Linked DNA regions of Mus musculus: region 1 is linked to region 2. Evidence: chromatin contacts called from public promoter capture Hi-C data. All regions are on one chromosome and are shown on one strand. Each heading gives the region's core, a stretch centred on a gene start, on an enhancer-like site or on the middle of the called end of the contact. The rest is flanking DNA. Distances are from core to core; before and after follow the strand shown.

Region 1 (6,635 bases), core at 2,548-5,047, 250 kb before region 2:
GGTCTGGAGACTGAGTGACCCTCCCATATCTGTTCATCGCTGTGACAAACTGCTTACAGAAACAACTTAAAAGGGGAAGAGGTTTACCCTGCTGATGGTTTGAGAGGAGTCCATCCAGATTCGTGAACCCAGGAAGAACACAGCTGTGGCAGAAGCCTGGCATGGAGAAGGATCTTCACTTCACAGTAGGCGAAAATCCGAGATCAAGGGAGGGACTGGGAACCAGCAGTAACTTTCCAAGATTCACCCACACGACCTACTTCTTCCAATGAAGCTACCCATCCTACAGTTTCCAGAAATTTTAATTTAATTTAAGTAGCTACATATACTTTGTATATCTGTGCAGGCGCAGGTGTTACCAATAAATACAATTTGTCCTGTTATTGGAAGAGAAAAATCTGAATTCCCAACTACTGAGACCAGATAGGGATCAGGTGATCATACACGAGCCCACAGGGAACGTTTCACACTCAAACCTATCCTTTTTTAAAGTTTCATCTTACTTAATTTTTTAAGTCTTTACACTCAGCCATCTAAGTTCAGTGCCTTGAGAGGGGATCAGATCCCCTGGAACTGAAGTTACAGATTGCTGGCTTTGAACTAAAACCAAGTCCTCCTGAGGAGTAGCAAGGATTTTTACCCCCCAGACCATCTCTCCAGTCCCTCCAATACTTCTTGCTTCTAACGATCCTTCTTTGAGAACCCAGCATTTGGGATTAACACAGTTATGGACTGTGTGAGAAGACCCATCCCAAAAGGGGACAGAAAAGTCTCTGATTTTCCAAGCACTAGTGTATCTCTGAAGCTTCTCACCTAACTTCCTGCTTTCCTTCAACGTACACTTGAGAGCACCTTTTCTGTTTAAGTCAAAGAGAAGGAAAAGAAGTCAGCTCTGATCTAGGAACTACCAATGTAGTTAAGTGAATGTCTCAGTGAGGGTTTTCATTGCTGTGATAAAGCACCACAAACAAAAGCAACGTGAGAGAAAAGGGTTTATTTCTGATTATAACACTCCATCGGGAAGTCAGGACAGGAATCAAGACAGGAACGTGAGGCAGGATCTGAAGCAGAGGCCATTGAGGAGTGTTGCTTATTGACTTGCTCAGCTTACTTTCTTAGACAACCTAGAATCACCTGTCTAGAGGTGACACACACTCTCTGTGAGCTGGTCTTTCCAGAGAATAGTTATTAGCCTTGCTTACAGGTGGCCTGACAGACAGAGTTTTTCTCAGTTGAGGTTCCTTTTTGTAAATAACTAATATTGCCAAGTTGACAATAGATTAGCCAGGCCAACACACAAGGTGTAGTCAACTAGATACTAAACTATGGGGCATGTCCATGTTGCATGAAGTCCTAGTAATTTTACTGTGGTCATGGTCTCAATCAGCACTATTAGACCTCTCACCATGGAGGGAGATATCCTGATTAGTCACCGTAGCTTACTGAGAATCTGAAATGTGGTTAGTACACTTAAGGAACTGAATTTTTGATTTCACATGAATTTTAAGTAGCTACCTGGGATTGGTACTTTGTGTATCTGTGCAGACTCAGGTGTTATCAATAGATAGAATTTGTCCTGTTGCTGGAAGAGAAAAATCTGAAAGCTTATGATAAGTAATCAGCATGGGGCTTGGCATGAATGAGCCGTGCTCGGCTCACACTGAGAGTAACAGTGCTGGGTAGTAGGATGGGGCTGTGACAGGTCACACTGGGCATCATGCAGCTCACTGGATTTGAAACTGCAGTTAGTGAAGAGTCATTACTTCTGATTGGTAGCTAAGAATAGCTCTTACAGCCGGGCGTGGTGGCGCACACCTTTAATCCCAGCACTTGGGAGGCAGAGGCAGTCGGATTTCTGAGTTCGAGGCCAGCCTGGTCTACAGAGTGAGTTCCAGGACAGCCAGGGCTACACAGAGAAACCCTGTCTCGAAAAAAAAAAAAAAAAAAAAAGAAAGAAAAAGAAAAAGAATAGCTCTTACATGCGCCAGGCATTATGTTGAAGGTCTTACATGGATTATCTCATTTATTTAGTTATTCAAACAACTTCTAGGAAAAAAAAGGGGAAGAAGAGAGAGAGAGAGAGAGAGAGAGAGAGAGAGAGAGAGAGAGAGAGAGAGAGTGTGGGTGTGACTGAAACTATCAAGGAGATCCTTGGTTCAAGGGGAAGAACAAGGTTTGTCTGTGCAGTGTGGCAGCTAAAGAAGGAAACAGCTTCAGAGGGGTCAAGTGAAGGTTGCTAAGTCAGGTCCACTCCATCCCCAAGCAGGAAGAACTAAAGTACAGCCAGGCAAGGACGCTCTAGACAGCAGTAAGATGATGCCAGGCACCCTCGGGCTTGTTTTACAAAGGAAGAGGGCCCTTTCTTCTTTTGGATGCCTGAGTATTTTCACAAAATGGATGGTAGCTAGAAAACCTTTTGAGGAGAATGGCAAGATTGATGGAGCTAAAAGGTTTTTTATTTTCGAGAAGTAGGAATCAGGGCCATCTGCCAAGAAAGAGGACTAAAAGCAAATGGCGTGATGAGGGACAGAAAGGAGCCCTGAAATACCATCAGCTGAACTTCCAAATATCCAGGACCACTAAAGGCCATCATATATAACCACCCGCCCACTAGCTGCCACATTATAAAAACGGAAATTGAACTTTAAAAAGGTTACCACCTGAATTAAAGGAAAAGAAAGACTGTCCACCAGGGTGCTGGCTGTGTTCTAGAAACAAACAGGCCACAACAAAAGGGGTTACCCTTCATAGTATTACTTAAGTGGTGCAACCAAAACAAGCAAAACTCCAAACAATTATTATTTTAGACTTTGACAAGTGATGTGTGAGAGAAAAAAAAAATTGTGCTGTAAGAGATACAATGAATTGATGGAGAAAATTCGGGGAGGCAGAGGTGATACAACCATGGTGGAAGTAGGAATGCTATGAGCAGGCAAGCAAGCTGGCAACTGCAGGCCCAGGAAGGCGGACTCTCCCAGGCCCAGGCTGTGAGGCAGGGACTTGACGAAAAGCTAGTAGGGTAGAAGCCTGGTGAGCAAGAGGGCACAGGCCAAGGCCAGAACCCCGTGGTAAACCAGGGCAAAAGCCCTACGCCAAGGTAAGGGCAAGGAGCAAGGGCCAGGTTGCTCAGCTCGCCCACGCGTGTTCGTGACCGCCGCCAAGATGCCCAGCACGTGGACAAGGCGACAGGGAAGGCCACTTGCAGGCCGAGGGGCGTCAAGAACGAGCCAACGCTGGGCGCGGGCCATCCCTCTAAGAGCTACCACCTTCCATCGGGTTAGTGACCCCGCCCGGGCCCTCCGCCACTAGGCGGCCAGACAGACATCCTTTGGCCCCGGAGGTGGGCCTCTCAGTCGAAACTCCGGCCAAAATTCCATGCGGAGAAAACACAAATTGCAATCAGGGCGAAATCCTGGAGAAAACAGCCCCGTTAATTGCTGTCATGTTTCCCCTCGCGGCTTCCCAGTAGAAGCGCCAAGCTCCGCTCTTCAAGCCAACCCCCCTCCAACAGCGAGCGCATTGGTTTGGCTCCTCAGTCTGGATTGGCTGAAGTTTTACGCCTCGGCCCAGGATTGGAGGATGTTTGTCTCGCTCCTAACCCCCGCGTCGATTGGTCACTCTTCTGCTTCTGGGCGGAGCATCCGGGGACGGTTTCCACCCTCTTGTTTACCGGCCGCGTAGTTGACGCTATCGCTAAAGTTCCCTGTTCAGCTGCGCGGGCCAATTGCGTCGCTCGCCCCGCCCTCGCCCCGCCCTCGCCGCGCTCCCTCACGGCCTCCCGCGTGGTACGGCCCACACCTTCAGAACGCCCGCGCGCCCTCCGCCCGTGCTCGCCCGCTGCTTCCCCCTGACCCCTCGCCGAGTCCGCGATTGGTACGGCCCGCGCCGCCTCCTCCGCTCGTGAGGGAGGCTCGACCCCCTCCCGGGCCGCGGCTATTGGTGCCGCCCGGGAGAACCAGGTCATCGGCCGGTTCCCGTGAAAACAAAAACAATCGGCGGCGCCGCCGAGGGGCGGCCGAACGCGGCGAGCCAGGGGGGCCCGGGGCGAGACGCGGCGCCGGGTAGGGCGGGCGAGCGAGCGCGAGCGGCGGGGCCGGGGCGCCATGGGGCGGGAGGGCACAGGCTGCGCGGGGCTCCCCCGGCGCCGCGGCTAGCGCGCCCGTCTTGCCTTCGCCTCCCGCGCCGCCCGCTCGCCGCCTTGGGGGAGGAGGAGCAGGACGCGGCCTCGGTGGGGCCCGGGCCGAACCACTGCGGACCCCCGGGCGCCGGGGAGCCGAGCGCCGCGGTCTCCGGCATGGATCAGTGCGTGACGGTGGAGCGCGAGCTGGAGAAGGTGCTGCACAAGTTCTCGGGCTACGGGCAGCTGTGCGAGCGGGGCCTGGAGGAGCTCATCGACTACACCGGCGGCCTCAAGCACGAGATCCTGCAGAGCCACGGTGAGGGCGGGCGCGTGGGCGCGCGGGGGTCGGGGCCCTGCGCTGCGTCTGCTGGTCCCCAGGCCGCGGCGACCCGCCCGGAAACGCGGTGGCCTGGGGCGGGGCTGGGGGTCTTGCGGGGTCCTGCGGGCCGCAGGTGTGCGAGTGATAACGAGGGTCTGCGCAGGACTTTGTCTAGTTTTCGGCCTCGCAGACTTTTCTCCCTGATGGTTCTTAGTTTAACGTTCTTAGCTGTGGGTTGGTTTCTACATCATCGGCTGCTGCAACTTCAGAGTTGGACTGATGTGGGCAGGCAGTTCTTCTAAACTCTTCCTAGGAAGCCGGCCGATTTAAACCATTCAGCGTCCCTGCTGTAGCCTCTGTACAGTCCGACCGGGCAGATGTCGAGTTGCTAGTTACTTACCTAGTCCAGTTTGTACTTGTTAATAATCCTTTCAGAAAACAGCTTTTCCGTAGAAGGTGTTTTGCCTACGTTATTTCATCAGTGGCCCTACGTCTTGTACCACAGATGCCAAGGCTAACTCTGAGAAAGAGTTTTGTGTTTTAAAAATAACACTAAAGGTCTGGTACCTTGGAGCCACAATGCTGACTCTTTCTGAATGAGAGATAAAGGACTTGTAATATTATGGATTTACTCAAGAGTCCGGGCCCTTGTCAGTTTTGTGGGCTGAACAGAAATTAAAGGGATATTTATTAGTCAGGGAGAAATGAGGATGTAGCAGGTGAGATTAAGGCAGTGTTAGCCCTGCCTCTCCTCTCCTTTCCTCTACACCTTTATTTCCCAAACACTTCAGTTGTGGGTGACTGCTCCTCCCTGGTAAAGGAGTCTGACAACTTCTGACACAGCTGTCACTTTGGAACGCTGTATAAATATATGCAAAACATGTTGATGGCTTCATGCGAAAAGATTATTTGACTGAATTGATGGTGATGGTATACTTGATGCTAACAGAATAAGGTGGGGTGTGAGAAAATCTGTTGAATTTTGACTCATGAGATTAAAGGGTTTGAATATATGTGAGGTGTATATATAATATATATATATATATATTACATATATACATACACACATATATGGATAGATATAGATATTCTTGGAATATATGTGAGCTAAAATTGGTTGTTTTCTTTTGCTTGTGGTGTTTTGAGGTAAAATCTCTCTGTGTGGCCCAAGCCAGCTTTGAATTTATAATCTTGTCTTCATCTTTCTAGTGTTGGGATTCCCAGTGTGCCCCTCTGTGTTTTCAGATATTTCTAGAAGGACAGTGGAGATCATAGGATGTGAGATGAAAGATCTTAGGCTCTAAACACAACCAAAGTAGAGCAGAAATGAAAAGGGCAGAAAAGGATAAAAAGAGAGCTGCTTAGCTGGTACTTGACATTTTGTGGACAAACCAGATTATTTCAGGCTAAGAAAAAAATAGTGCATACCGAAGTAGAAGGCAGTCAATCCAAGGTGGTCCTAGCTCAGGGCTTAAAGACACCGAACACCCCCCTTTCCCAGAGGACATCTTTGTCTTTTGACCGAAAAGGAGAAAGCCAGTAGGGGACGAGAATGAACATAGGGCCTACACCTGGAGAGGCAGAAGGAATACTCCCTTTTGGGGGACCAGGTCAGAGATTGAGGGGTTGCTTGAGAGAGAAAAGATAGAGAACAGAGTCCTTTCCAGAAGAGTGATTATGGAAGAGGAGAAGTGGTGGTGAGGTTTGTTTTAGGGAAGTTGCAGTCAGTTCCAGATGGTTAAAATGATTGTAAAAATTGCCAGGTCAGGGATTTTAGGCCTCTTTGCTAGTAAGGGAATGTTTCACAAAGCCTGTGGTGTGAGGGGTAGTAGGCACAGTGTATATACCATGCTGTTATAACAGGTAGTGGGGCTTGTTCTTGATTGGCAGCCTCTTTTTTTTTTTTTAAACATTTCTGTGTAACAATGCCTCTGTGGCATCTGTTATTTTCCTTTAATCAGTTGACTAGAATTAAGTAATGAAAAGTAGTTAAACACGAAAGAAATACATACGGATATTAGGTCAGGTTCTTAAGGCAGTCTTGTTTCTTTTGAGTGAAGATAAAGATAAACATGCTTTGGTATTTGATTGCGGGTTTCTTTTTTTCTTTTTCTTCTTCTTCTTCTTCTTCTTCTTTTTTTTTGGTTTTTCGAGACAGGGTTTCTCTGTATAGCCCTGGCTGTCCTGGAACTCACT
Region 2 (6,714 bases), core at 3,695-6,194:
TCCTCTATGTTTGAATTTGTGTCTCTTCTACACTTTTCCTGTCCTCCAGCTGTCTGCCTCCCTGTAACTCCTCCCAGCTAGTGGGCCTACCCCCATTCTGTCTCCTCCATTCAGCTGGGCTGGCTTCTCTGCATTCTTCCTCATTGTGCTCCTTCCTTGGGAGTCTTGATGGAGAGCACATGAAATGAGCTCAATCAGTGATGGTTCAGCAAAGAGAAACCTCCAAAAGATAACGCGGCCACGGCTCTTGTGGTGCAGAAGTAGTAGGAGATACAGAGTAGTGAGATCAGCAAGCTGGTCCTGTAATCAGTGAATCACATGAGCTCTGAGGCAAGGGGACTTGAGGGGAAGTACGAATGTGTGCCTGCAGCTTGGTTGAGAGGCCAGTGGGAATAGGCGTGAAAGGGATGGAAACTGTTGCTCCAGCCCTGAGAGCCCACCTCTCTCTTCTCTCTTTTCTCTCTGTAACCCTGCTCTGCCATCCCCAGCCTGTGCTAAGCCCACAGAGACAGATCTCGCATGGAGTCCTCTCTGTTCTTGGCCAGTTCCCTCCCACTTGCATCATAATCGCCAAAATGACAAAATGCTCTGGATACCCGGCCCATTTGCCTTGCCGCTGCTCTACACTCCACCCAGAAACGTGCTGGGTTGCAGTGTCCGCCTGTAGGCCTTACAGTTCTGGTGGGTGAGAATGAGGGGGAGGAATTTGAACTGATAAGAGCTCATGTTAAGTGCATCAGTGGCTCAGGAAGATGTCTTAGGACGAACAGCTATGCCAGCCTACAGTAGGGGTGTACACTATCACCTCAATCGCACAGATTCCCCAGAACCTCTGCAGTTTGCTGCTTCTGATCCAGCCAAATGTTGGAATCTACACGGTCTGAGACCTCATTCACCCCTGACAGGTGGTATTTATATGTACCTGATTTGGGTGAGGTCATTACCTTTGGCATGATGAGAGCAGAGGCATCAGTTGAGTGTAGCAGAGGCAGATTCTGGCCCTGGCACAGTTGACCAGAGCAGAGACATCAGTTGAACATAGCAGAAGCAGATCCTGGTGCCGGCAGAGTTGACCACTCTGCTTTTCCTGATCACCCCTCTTCTAATAATGCTGAAGACACGAAGCTTCATGGTTCCCACACTGAAATAATCCACAGAGAACAATACAGACAAACACACAGACTAAGTCAACTAAGAGTATATGAGTTCTTTAATTTTGGTTGGTGACCAAGAGTGAGCTAATTTCTCAGTGTCTCTTGGTACTAAAGGTCAGGGAGACAGTATTTTAAAAGGCAAACCCCACAGAAATCATAATTTATATAAAGCTAGGTGAGGGTCAGAGTAACCATGAAACATTCATTTTTTGACAGTTCATAGTAATTATCTTAGTAATTATTTTCATTACAATTATTTTTGACTTATACCTTCTTCACTTAGTTTATTTTGTGTTAAGTTTGTATAAACTTAATACATCTGGACCATAGTCAGGGTCGTGAAAATCTCATATGTGTTGCCAAGGCTGGTGTGACTGTTATGAGGAAGAGGGCCGAGAGCTATCTAAGAAAACACAAAATGGAGCCAGGACAAGATGATGCTACCTTGGTCACTTCAATATCAAATTAGGGCTGTCCCTGAGCATCCTTGTGTGTTAAGAATTTATGTCCATTTGTAGTTACCCAACTGCTTGCACACTAGGACAGAGTAGGCAAAGTGGCTCAAAGGATAATGAGAACACGCAAGGTACCTTCTTGCTCTGAGCCTAGAATGTATATCTTTTAATGTGACTTAGTCTAGGAAGGGGATGATCTAGACACCAATCTCTAAGTGGGACACTGAATTTTTGTATTTACCTAAGTAATGAATTTAAAAGTCTAGTCTGTTAAGAAGTTGCATTGGAATTTTGTTGGGGGATCTTGTGTGTGTGTGTGTGTGTGTGTGTGTGTGTGTGTGTAAATGACTGGATGAAGTACTTAGTGAAAGCTTGTTTGAAACTGCATCCTGGGCAACAAGATGGAGAAAGCAATGATTCCCTTGTACAGAAGACCAGAAAAGGCCTGGAAGGGAAGCAGAGGGACCTATGAGGCTGTAGGCAGTGCTCCAGTGACTGCCAAGTCTGCTGCCCTCTTACTCAATACACTAAACTCAAACAAACAAGTGAGCAAACAGGAATAAGAGGAACCAGTGAGGGTTTAGAGCAACAGGCTGCTAAGATACCTCCACTGGGCAAAGCCCCTGCTTTGCCAGAGTTGATTCTGGTGCTAGTTCTTTTCTTCAAAGTGAATGCTATCCTTGTTTTAAACCCTTTCCTTCTCCTTCAAAGGCTTCTGAAGATGGAGTTGTTGGGCTGGAGATATGGCTCATAGGCACAGGTGACCTATGCCTGTCTGATGATCATGCAAGAGTGGAGCCCCGTGAAACAGCTATGACCATACCTGAGCTCCTTTCATTATATCTGTCATAGAGAGCCACTTCCACCGGAATGTGGGGTCAATGAAACTCGGGGCTTGGTGTTTCGGTGTGCCATGATGGCTGCACAAACCTAAAAAGGCTGGATTTGTGTGCTCGTTGCAGAATGTAGGCGCAGCATCCCAGCATGAAGTTGGAATTTGAGTGGTGGTTCCTAAGCAGCTAAGCACTGGAGCCAGCGGCTTTGGCTATCTACAAGTCTGTTTATTCCTTGAGTTTAAAAACTGAGGACAGTTTGAGTTGGTGGTGGCAGATCTGCCCAAGAGAAGTTCTGTTTCCTCAGAGGGTCATCAGTCTTAGGGATCAGTAGCTGTCACCAATTCGGATTCTGAAGACTTCTACATTCTGGAACAGAAACACTCCTACTATAGGTACAAGGCTGTCCTCAGCAGCCAGATGTATTAGACAGGCTGTATCTAGAACAGGCACATATGCTGTCACTAACCTGTCCAATAGGAGCTTCTGCCCCTCATTCAGTCCTTTTCATCTACCACCTGTCTAAAGAGCTAGTCCAACATGGTGGAATAGTAACTAGTAGGCACATGGTGCCTATCATAGCAGCTAAAAGATAGAAATGAAGGAAAGGGGAGGGCAGAAAAGAGGGAGGGGGAAAACCTAGGAACTTTGCAGTCTACCACCAATGAAATACTCACCAAGGTAATAGTGATAGAGTCATGCCCCTCCAGCCCACCCAGCAATTCTTACTTTGGGAGGATCTGTGGGCAGCGCCCTCTATATAGCATGCCCCCCCCCCCCACAGCCAGCTGCCCAAGGGATATCATACTCATGTAAAAGCAATATCTGACATGTCTCACACATGTCTTCTTCCCTTGGTCATAGATGTTAAGCTGCAGCTTTCTGGAGTCTAAGGCAGGCATGGGAAGGAAGGCATGAAACTTCCTACCTAGAGCAAATCAACATCAATTCCAGAGGTCTCTGGGAAAGCCTGGGTCTTGGGTAGCTTTTCTGGAATCCGAGGAAGAGAAGGACACATGAACTCTACAACACAAGTTCTAATGGAACTTCTGCTTGGCCTCTCACTCACTGTCTACCCTATGTAGGAAATGCCTTACAAATGGGGACCAACTCTGGGGACATGAGGCTGGTCCAGGGCCTGGCATAGCAGATGGAGATGCTGCAGCAGACTTTTAGACTGACAGCCAGCCTAACAGGAAGGAAACAAGTAAAACAGGCTAGGAGATGCAAGAGGAGGATTCTCCCCCTGCCCCAGACCTCACACCTCAGGCATGCCCATCTGTAGACAACACTAATAGCGTTCTTAAGTCAAGATTTTGAGGGGGATGCATGAGTCATCAAGCCACAGAGTTAGTGGCTATTTCCAAAAGCAATACTGTGTGGCTCTCACCTGTAATCCCAGCACTTGGGAGGCAGAGGCAGGAGGATTTCCTTGAGTATGAAGCATACCTGGGCTACATAGTAAGTTAGAGGCTGTCTGGACTGCAGTGTAAAAAATTATCTCAAAAAAAAAAAATCAGGGCTGGAGAAATAGCTCAGTGGTTGATAGCATTTGCTGCTCTTCCAGGGGTCAGAGTTCACTTTCCAGTACCCATGTGGCTCACAACCACCTGCAACTCCAGTTCGAGGGGATCTGATGGCCTCTTCTTACCTCTGTGGCCACCTGCAATCATGCATTATAAACTTACAGAGACATATACACAGTAAAAATGAACAATAATAAGCAAATTAAAGTCACAGTTGTGCATAGTTTTACATAAAAATTAGGTGAACATGATGACATATTCCACCTACTCACTGAGCAACCAGGTAAAGAGTCAAAGGTCAACTACAATGACAAGTTCACGTAGCGCCAACAAACAAACAAAACAAAACAAACAAAACCACAAAACCTTCCAAGACCCCAGGCACAGTTTTGGACTGTGATCAGCTCAGAGATGCAGTCTCTTTTGTTCTCAGCCCTGGGCTACAGAAGTTAAGAGCTTGGGTTAAGGCGCTGCTCTTCCTTAAGCCTACTAATGACCCTTGAGCCTCATCAGGGCTCCATTTTCCTTACCTGTTATGGTCATAATATTCTTTGACTGGTGAAAACTCTTGAGTCCTTTGAGAGCGTGAAGCTCTAGGGTCAGAACACGTGGCTTTTTGCCCTTGACAGTTTCTTAAGCAGGGTCCCTGGTCTAGGACCCAGTTATAAGTTATCACTTGGCTTGGCAGGGGTGGGTGGGGTGGGTCTTCTTCCCCATCACTATGGCCTAGTGGGTAGTGTCTCCAGTCTCAGGTTTGCTGATGGTTCTGCTGAGTCTCTTACAGGCTGGAGCCTTAGGTTTCTGCTTACAGGCCATGTGGACCCAAGCTACTGGCCACTTGAGTCTGTGTCCAGCTCTGGCAATGGCCCAAACGACCTAGCCTGATCTCATTGCTTTTCAATGAAGCTTCTACTTTCCTCAGAGTTCCTAGAACCTGGGGTGAGGGATGAGTTCATCTGAAAACTGTGAAGGTTCAACGCCCACTCTCCAGCCAGGCTTGGGGCAAACTAGTCAGTTCTTTAAAGAACTTCCCTGCAGCTAGGGCTATTGCTCGGCGACAGTTATTTGCCTATTATGCACAAAGTCCTGGTTTCAGTTCTGAATTTCCCTGTGGCAACCGCATGGAATTTCCCTGTGGCAACTATGTTCTGGCCTAAAGTGAGACCTGTCTTAACAGACCATGGTGAGGGTTTTGTTGTTTTGTTTTTTAGAAGTCTATCTTCTGAAGGAGATAACTGGGTAGGAGTGGGGTAGGGGGGCAAAAGTCAAACCCGATGCCAAACCACAACTGCAAATGGCTGTGGAGATTCATCAAGTAAAGGTGATAGCTGCGTAGCCCTGGCAACCTGAGTTCAATCCTTGGAACCCTTGCTGGTTTTTGTTTGTTTGTTTGTTTTTGTTTTGTTTTCAATTTTTATTAGATATTTTCTTCATTTACATTTCAAATGCTATCCCGAAAGTCCCCTATACCCTCCCCCCACCCTGCTCCCCTACCAACCCATTTCCACTTCTTGGCCCTGGCGTTCCCCTGTACTGGGGCATATAAAGGGGCCTCTCTTCCCAATGATGGCCTACTAGGCCATCTTCTGCTACATATGCAGCTAGAGACATGAGCTCTGGGGGTACTGGTTAGTTCATATTGTTGTTCCACCTATAGGGTTGCAGACCCCTTCAGCTCCTTGAGTACTTTCTCTAGCTGCTCCATTGGGGGCCCTGTGTTCCATCCAATAGATGACTGTGAGCATCCACTTCTGTATTTGCCAGGCACTGGCAAAGCCTCACAAGAGAGAGCTATATCAGGGTCCTTTCAGCAAAATCTTGCTAGTGTATGCAGTGGTATTTTGACTCTGCACACTAAGCTTTCTGTTCTTATAGAAACATCACAGTTTAATTATAGAAAGCAAAGGCAATATTTTTAATGCCATTCTTTGGCATATAGGTATCAAAGTAGTATATCTTTTGATTATATTGTGTTAAGATGTTTGGCTTTTTAAAAATCCTGTCTCCATTGCTGAGTTTTATTTTTTTAAAAAAATCATTCAGTGAATTTTGTGCTGGACAGAAATTCCAACTTCTCAAATGGTCCTGTATGCACTTCTGCCATTTTGTATGATGTATTTATGTGAAGTCATATTTTCAGAATTGACCACTCTAGAATCAGAATTCTGATCAACTCTGAAACATGTTACAGTACCCATACCCTACAGTGTCAAATATTAGGTCAAGATTTATTCATGTAAAAATAAACAAACACATTCATCTTATTTACATGCAAAATTGCTCCTATCTTTAACAAATGGTAAAAGTATATGCATACAGAGAATTATTTTAAAGTGAATTTCTTTTTTAAAATTTTAATTTATGATTTGTTATTTGTGCTGTGGTGTGGTGTGGTGTGTGTGTGTGTATACATATGATGAGTGTGGATAATTTTGGGGAGTTGATGCTGTCTTCCTGCTGCAGGTTCTGGGGCTTGAACATGTTGTGAAGCCTGTGTGGTAAGTGTGCCTTTCTCCAACTGTTGAGCCAACCCAACCATCACAAGGTAAATGTCTTTTTAAAAAAAAATGCTTTATGGCAGAAACCACTTACAAAAGACTAAGGCATGGGAGTGACTTTTCTGGAGATGGACCACCCTTTTGCATGGCTGACGGGCAAACTCTGAATTGCAGGGCCTTCAGAGATTTCACCCCAGGATTGCATTTACTGCTGATATGCCTTTCCTGTCACTATTACATAGCCTAAT

Evidence for each region. Promoter capture Hi-C pulls out the DNA fragments that hold promoters and counts their contacts.
Region 1: a contact with region 2 is called in a promoter capture Hi-C map of liver, with 5 times the contacts expected there. The contact joins the promoter of Rmnd5a here to the enhancer-like site in region 2. A contact is called at or near these places in 8 of 39 promoter capture datasets (the 3T3-L1 cell line, cranial neural crest, embryonic stem cells and 4 more), 1 of 115 datasets of contacts at active chromatin or transcription factors (embryonic stem cells) and 1 of 9 other capture datasets (macrophages).

The regions. Positions count from the first base shown.
Region 1 is chr6:71,437,799-71,444,433 of GRCm38.p6, reverse strand. It overlaps Rmnd5a (required for meiotic nuclear division 5 homolog A), which reads left to right and starts at 3,797. Exons shown (of 9, transcript NM_024288.2): 1 at 3,797-4,436. The coding sequence starts at 4,295.
Region 2 is chr6:71,191,716-71,198,429 of GRCm38.p6, reverse strand. No RefSeq gene overlaps it. Among named protein-coding and RNA genes, the nearest start is that of Fabp1, 4.8 kb to the left of the region's middle. Within about 2 kb of position 4,944, at least 12 of the 459 cell types and tissues checked have an H3K27ac peak or open chromatin away from gene starts, as enhancers often do. A contact at or near this core is called in liver, where this site is marked.